Linked DNA regions of Triticum aestivum: region 1 is linked to region 2. A link is a contact called in public Hi-C data. All regions are on one chromosome and are shown on one strand. The core of a region is the stretch at or near the end of the contact, and the rest is flanking DNA. Distances in the headings are between cores, read along the strand shown. Region 1 holds the start of LOC123116248 (zinc finger protein 8). Region 2 has its middle 13 kb from the start of LOC123116247.

Region 1 (3,586 bases), core at 428-2,927, 300 kb before region 2:
GCCGCAGCGCTGCATGCTGGCACTACTCCAAAAAGCAAATGATAAGGATAACTGTCAGCTAAAGTGGCAAAAACTGAATAGCATTTCGAGGATGGAGACAAGTCCCTAGAGGAAAAAAGGGCAACTTTTGGTTTGAATGGACGGACAGACGCACCAGAAAATTAGTGCTAGGACAGACATATGCATCAGTCCATATATACTTATCGATGCGAATTGGAAAGAAGATTAAAAATGCTGGAAAATGTGCTCAAGAATATGAAAATGAAAATGACAACACTCCCCATTTTCCCTTTCGTTCCATTTATTTCCCCTCCGTTTTTCCTTACAAAGCAATCTAAAGCGATGCGAGAAGAGCAGGACGAATGAGTACGTACTCTAGTAGGAGAAAGAAAACACTGCAAAAATTGACACCCAAGGAAAAAGAATCTCTCCGCTGATCGATCGAGCTAAACGAATTCACGAGCTAGAGAAAAAAAAGAATTAACCTTCGTTCTTGGTCTTCACGAACCAGCTAATTAATCAACCGCGCCGTTCTTGGAGAATTACAGGGTGAGATCCAGGCTCACGTTTGCCCTGTTCTCCGCGGCTTCTCCCCCGTGGCGCGCGGCCTCATGCTGCGAAGACGACGATGCTGATGACGCCGACGACGCCGAGCCGGCTTGTCCTCTTCTTTCCCACGCCACCGCCATGTCGTCACGCCCGGCAAGAGTCAAGGGCGTTGGCCGCTCTTGCCGCGGCGCTGCTGGTGTCGCCACGCTGACGCCCGGGACCCGCCAGAGCGCCGACGCCGGCACCGGGCTGCCGTTGATCGGCTGGGACACGGAGCCGGGGCCGCTGCCGTAGTACCTGGGCACCGCCGCTGGCATGGTGGGCGCCAGGTGGTGGTGGTTGGACCACGAGGGGTAGTGCGGCGGCGGCTCGTAGCGGCCCATGTGCGGCGGCCCGGCGACGAAGCGGTGGTGGTAGCCGCTGCCGAAGGCGGGGTACGCGTGGGCGGGGTAGTGACCTTGCATGGCCATGGCGCTCTGGAACTGCGCGCGCTTCGCGTGCTGCCGCTCCCTCTTGTGCGCGTTCTGGTGTCCTCCCAGCGCCTGCGACGTCGGGAAGTTCCGGCAGCAGTAGTGGCACTCGAACTTGCGACCACCGCTGCCGCCACTTGCACCGGCCGACGCCGACGCCGACGCCGACGCCGCCGCCGCTGCCTGGCCGGGAGCAGTGGAGCTGACAGCGGCAGCATCGCCGTCGGTGACGGAGGAGGCCGCGCCGTCGGGTGGAAAGTCGAAGCCGAAGAGACGGATGGACGACGTGGGGCTCGACCCGCCGGCCTCCATCGCCGGGGGCGGCTTGGGCCGCACGAACGGGAGCTGCGAGAAGGAGTCGATGTCGACGGCGCCGTTCGCCGCATCTCCGGGAAGGCTGTTCGTGGCGTGCTGCCCATCTTGCTCGCTCATGGCCATGGGAGAGCGCGAGCTGGCCTCACTCCTCCTAGCTAGGGTAAGCAGTGTCGCCAGCCGTGTCGTGCGCTAGGGATGGAAGGGGCGCTAGGTAGCGCTGCAGCTACAGGGGATTCTTCTCTTGGTCTTCCTATACTGTTGCGCGATGGTAATATGTTGGGATCGATGGAGCTGCGGAGCTAGGGAGCTGCGTTGATGTATGGGCCATCTTGTTGGAGGGGTTAACTTCGGGTGGGGTGGAACGGGACCAGTTTTGAGGTAGGGTTGACAACGAAACTGTTTAATGTTTTTGTGTTGTTGGTCACATTGGAGATGTAATATTGGTTGAACCATGTTATGTGCATCTTATGTAATATCTCTATTTCCATGCTATGCTCGAATAAATATTTGTTGTCGTTTTCGCGGCGGATCTGTATTTATGTGCTGCACCAATCTAAAAACCAATTTGAATATGATACATCACGATGCCAAACAAAAAGAAGCGAGTGATAAATAAATAAAACTACAATTTAAGGCATAAATCATCAAAATTTAAATTCTGAATTCGTCTCTGGCCACCGCGTGATCTGACCTTATCCTCCTTCGGATAAACTAGCTTTGCTAAGATGCACCCCCATTTTCTAGTCAACTTTTCGACTGGTTCAACCAAACCAATGCCCTCTTAGGACAAGTGTGTGTTTTAACCCTCAACTATCGGGTGAGTGTACATATTATCGTCGAGAATTTTAAAAGTGGATAAATTCTACCCATCACCTTAATTTGGGTAAAATACTAACATGAACCAATCCCTAACTCACTTTAGCCTGGTCTTAGAAACATGTCACCTATATGTGTCTCACACTTCTCATTCAAAAACCAGATATAAAAAGAAGTTCCTTTTAAAGCTTCAAAATTATAAATATTTCCATCAATTAAAATACCAAAAAATACTTCATTGATATTTAAAATTTAAAATAAATTAACCCCCCCCCCCCCCCCCCCCAATTGGAACTTGTACCGATGTTTTATATTTTTGTGAAAAAAAGTAGAGAGTTATAGCTTTTGGAAGTAAAAGGTTGGGGTTTTCAGGGCTCTTTGATTTGCAGGATTCTAAATACGGAGGAATAGGAAAAGCACGGAATTGCAATGTCATGCCCATTTGGATCCTTCATTATTTTTGTTTGTTTGATTGCACTACGGGGGAAACAAATGATTCCCTTCAAGAGGTTTGAGTGAATTCTAAAATTCATATGAAATGTACACAAAAGTCCTTGGGGAAAAACACTTTGACATTGAAACCTTTGACATTGAAACTGATGTATTAACTCACTTGCATTGTTTAGCTGTATTTGTATCACCTCGTGTGCTAAAAGAATTCAATCGCCAAGTGGTACTTCAAATGGTACTCCATCATGGCGTATATTTCATTGAAAAATCACTTAATTGTGTTCTTTTAACACACAAGAATTCAATTTGTGTTTGGGGTGCAGAAATATTTCATCATGGTGCAAACCATTACAATGGACTGGGCTCTGTCCCATTTTTCTATCTATAATATTTGATACGCAGGCTGTGTGTATTCGAGACTTTTTTTTTGAAAAATCACTACTGGAAGAACCAACCGTCGGCGCCGGGCGGCTACTGAGTTGGTTGGACCCCTAGACCTTTTAGGAATAAACCCTTGATCCCAAGGCATATTTTTCCTAGTATGAGGCCATATATGTTTCATCATAATGCATTGTCTTGTGGCGACTTTGTCGTAATCCCCATGCTCCACGAGTCCAATCTTCACTGAGCATTGTGTGAGTGAGTGAATGCGTGTGTGAATGTGAGTGTGTGTGTGTGTGTGTGTGTGTGTGTGTGTGTGGTTGGGCGGGTGGGCGGGTGTGGGTGTGTGTGGATGTGGGCGCGCACGCGTATATCCGTTGTATTTGGCTTGTCCTTGGAATTTTTTTATATCGCGATGTTTCATTCCCTACTCGGAATAACCACCGTTGCCGTACTAAATGGTGAGTCCATCTAATTAGGTGAAAAAAAAGAAGAAATAAAGGATTAATGAGTGGTTGCAAGGTCTAATCTCACTTGGCAGGTTAAACTTTTTAATGCTGGTGAAAAAGAAAATTATATGAACTCTGAACATGTATCACATTCTA
Region 2 (3,412 bases), core at 772-3,271:
GCGAGTAAATATGAGCCATGTACCATGATATTAGTTACTGCCATAAAATAGATGATGTGTCACGCACCAACATCGACATGGTCTCAAACAAATATCACTGCTTCACATGTAAATATTGTTACAACTATTAAAATAGAACTGCATTATGTACTTATTGTTCATGTTATAACTATGTTACTTTTTTTATTTTTTTATTTTAATCATACAGTTTTAATTTTCTAGTGCAAGTAGTATCTCATATGATAGTCATCAAATTTGGAAAAGTATCAGGGTTGCCTTTTAGTATAGCATCTTAGAAACGAAATCCAATGGCCAAAATTCACTGATAGCCCGAGAGGGCTGAACAGGTGCCTAGTTTTAGGGCAATTACAATGCGGGCGCTGAGTATGGGGGGCTAGGGATTAAATCTTTGCCTTTTTTTTTGGCAGTTTTAATGCTATACATGGTTCGCTTCTTGGCATCGATGTTCAGGAAAGAGTCGGGCGCTTAAAAAATGAGTACAAATATAAATTCTAGGGACCCAGGCTTGTGCATGCTGATTTTAATCGCCTACATAAGGGCTCACCGCTGGAGATGCCCTTACTGTCTCAAATTAGGAGTTGTAATTCCATTTTGGAACGAAGTAGGCACTTCATTTCCCGCAAAAAAAGTACACACTTCTTTTTTAAATTTTTTTTAGGGGAGTAGGCACTTCGTTTATTAACATCAAATGATGCTTACTGCATTCTTACTGACTTCACCTGTCCTTTCTCATACGCTGAATTCAGCTTCGCTTTAATTTGTACAATGAAAGATGCTTAAAAAAATAAACTGAGTTTTTCTGAAGCACCGGTGCCTATTTTTATAGAAGAGACGCTTAGTTAAGTGTCCATCCTGTACAAATAAGTACCGGTGCTAAAAAAAATCTGATTTATTTCTCTAAGCACCTCCTCTAAGCATTTTGCATTGTACAAGGCCTAAAATAAGATGCCAATCACAGCCTGCTGTATCGTTAGCGTTTGTCTTTACTCAGGCCCGGCGGACTTAATGGTTTCTGCCACCAAAAAGCTCGGGCAGATGAAGCGTGAGATGATCATGTTGCCTAGCCGCCAGGCGCTAACCTCAGCGCTTAGGTGGATTCTGCGTTGGCCGCTAATTCTAACCTCCTCTGTTTAGTCAAAAATAAATAAAAATATGTAGCGAGTGCCAATATGAACTTAGCTCTGTGATGGAAAGTAGTCTAGACACCGTATGTGACATTCGGCAGGTGTTGACTTCGGGCTTGATTAGTAATTAGCGGTCAGCCGTGGCAAGCTAGAGATTCTTGCAAGGCAAGGAAGCTAGCTTTCATTGTCATCCCATTGGAAACTCAGGGTGGTAGTATTTTTTTTTTTTTTGGCAGATAACACTCACGAATCAGGACGCTAGATAATGCTCAGGATTTTGTTGAACGATGTACTCTTAATTTTTTTTGGCTAACTCCTGCCTCCGAGCTCTTCTGAGCAACAGTGTTTTTCTTTTAGCTGCAAGGGTGCCTTTTCAGGTCTTGATGAACAATTCAATTTCTTTTTAGATATTATTCATGAAGAATTCATCATTGGTCCTAATTTGGTCCTCGAGCGCCCCGAAGCGGAGGGTACAATAAAAATGACAGAAATAAATATAAGAGAGTGAGTTGTGTTCCAAGTTCACAAGTCGTGCCCTTCCTCGGCTAGAAAAAAAGAAGTCATCCCTTTCTAGAACGTGGTTATTCTATCATTACTCGGTTCACAGTAAGCACAAGACCGGCAATGAGAAAAACCAGTTGCTGCCCAGAAACCGACCCCGACCAAAAGCGCGGCCATACGTGAGCTCCGTCGCCCCCGCGGCCAGGTCAGAAAAGTGCAACCAAACTAGTCCCGCCCCTGCGGCGCGACACGACCGGGACTTTCCGCGGCCGCCGTGCTTCTAGTAGACGGATCACGCGATCCACGGCGGCGCCGTGCACCAGAGTGTGGCCGGTCGGGGATGACATGTCAGCGCTCGGCGCAGCCAGCGCGGTAGTTGTCGATCACACATACATACACACGTCACGCCGTCACGGTAACACAACTCGGACACGGGCACAGTGGGAGCCGGGCTAACGTCAAACCATTGAAACACCAGCACGGCTGCGGTGGACAGTTGAACTCCATGCTGTAGAGGATTTAGGGGTGAAAAGGGGACGTGGGTTTCCGTTTGAGCGTGTACCTCTCTCCGCTTAATTGTGCGGGTGCAAGTTTTCAAAGCACTTCACCAAAATCCCTCGTTTAAGACTGCTCCAAGTATTTTAAAACAACTTCATGGGCTTATACGGTCTTAGGGCATCTCCAACGGCGACCCGCATATTTGCTCCCACGTCCGTCTATAGACATGGGGCTAGTCCATGGACACGGATGCGGGAGTCGGTCATCCAATACTATCATGTATATGTCCGTCAGTAAAGGTCAGTTTAAAAATTTAAATTTAGTCCGGTCTACATAGCGCGCCGGATCAAACCAACGCCGGATCGCATGTCGGATCATAACCAAAAAGAGACAAGTATGTTTAGTTTTTACATGTCCGAATCCAAATGAACATCAGTCCGGCAGTCTATGCAATTTTCTGCCCTACCGGACCGGCACCCAGCGATCTGCTTGTTTGCTTGCAAACTCAATCTATCTAGTTGTTTGCTTGCAAACTCAATCTATCTAGTTATTTGGCCGGGGCTGGACTTGTTTGCTTGCAAACTCAATCTATCTAGTTGTCAAAGTATTTGTGAGACATAATATCTGGATGAGCAAGCTCGTCCAAATGAGCTCAAACAAGTAACAATGGGAACAAAGTTCATACTCCCTCCGTTCCTTGATATAAGGTGTATAGATTTTTGAAAAAAAGTCCAAAATATAAGGTGTATTGCGTTTCACCACTCGTTTGAATAATTTTTTACGGGATTTGATTACATTTCCTTATAAAGGGCAAGTTCCTCTATTTTCTCATGTCAATTAGTCATGTGCAATCTCGCCCAAAACTTGTGAAATTTTCCCTCCACGTGCGTTCTTTAATTTTCGTGCCAAAAACTATACACCCTATATTTAGGAATGGAGGGTACAACTAGTTTGAGCCAACTGTGGAGGACACAGAAAAATTGTTGACAATTGGAGCAGCAGGAGGATTCCCAGGTATGTTAGGTTCAGTTGATTGCATACACTGGCAATGGAAGAACTGCCCAAAAGATTTGTGTGGGCAATACCAAAGTCACCTCAAAGAAATCATCATCATACTTGAAGCAGTGGCATCGAAGGACTTGAGGATTTGGCATGCTTTGTTTGGCACACCAGGTTCATGCAATGACATCACTGTGCTCGAAAGGATCTCCTTTGTTCAAGAGAATTTGTGACGGGGAAGCTCACCATGCAACTACACCGTCAGCAGA

What was found. Hi-C and Micro-C count contacts between places; a contact is called where the count stands out from the background.
Region 1: a Hi-C map of leaf shows a contact between it and region 2, with 4 times the contacts expected there. The contact joins the promoter of LOC123116248 here to the enhancer-like site in region 2. A contact is called at or near these places in 2 of 5 Hi-C or Micro-C datasets (both in leaf).

Annotation. Positions count from the first base shown.
Region 1 is chr5B:409,833,252-409,836,837 of IWGSC CS RefSeq v2.1, reverse strand. LOC123116248 (zinc finger protein 8) reads right to left here and starts at 1,677. Exons shown (of 1, transcript XM_044537230.1): 1 at 359-1,677. The coding sequence starts at 1,457. The coding sequence ends at 543.
Region 2 is chr5B:409,529,875-409,533,286 of IWGSC CS RefSeq v2.1, reverse strand. No RefSeq gene overlaps it. Among protein-coding and RNA genes, the nearest start is that of LOC123116247, 13 kb to the right of the region's middle. Within about 2 kb of position 2,021, at least 1 of the 8 cell types and tissues checked has an H3K27ac peak or open chromatin away from gene starts, as enhancers often do. A contact at or near this core is called in leaf, where this site is marked.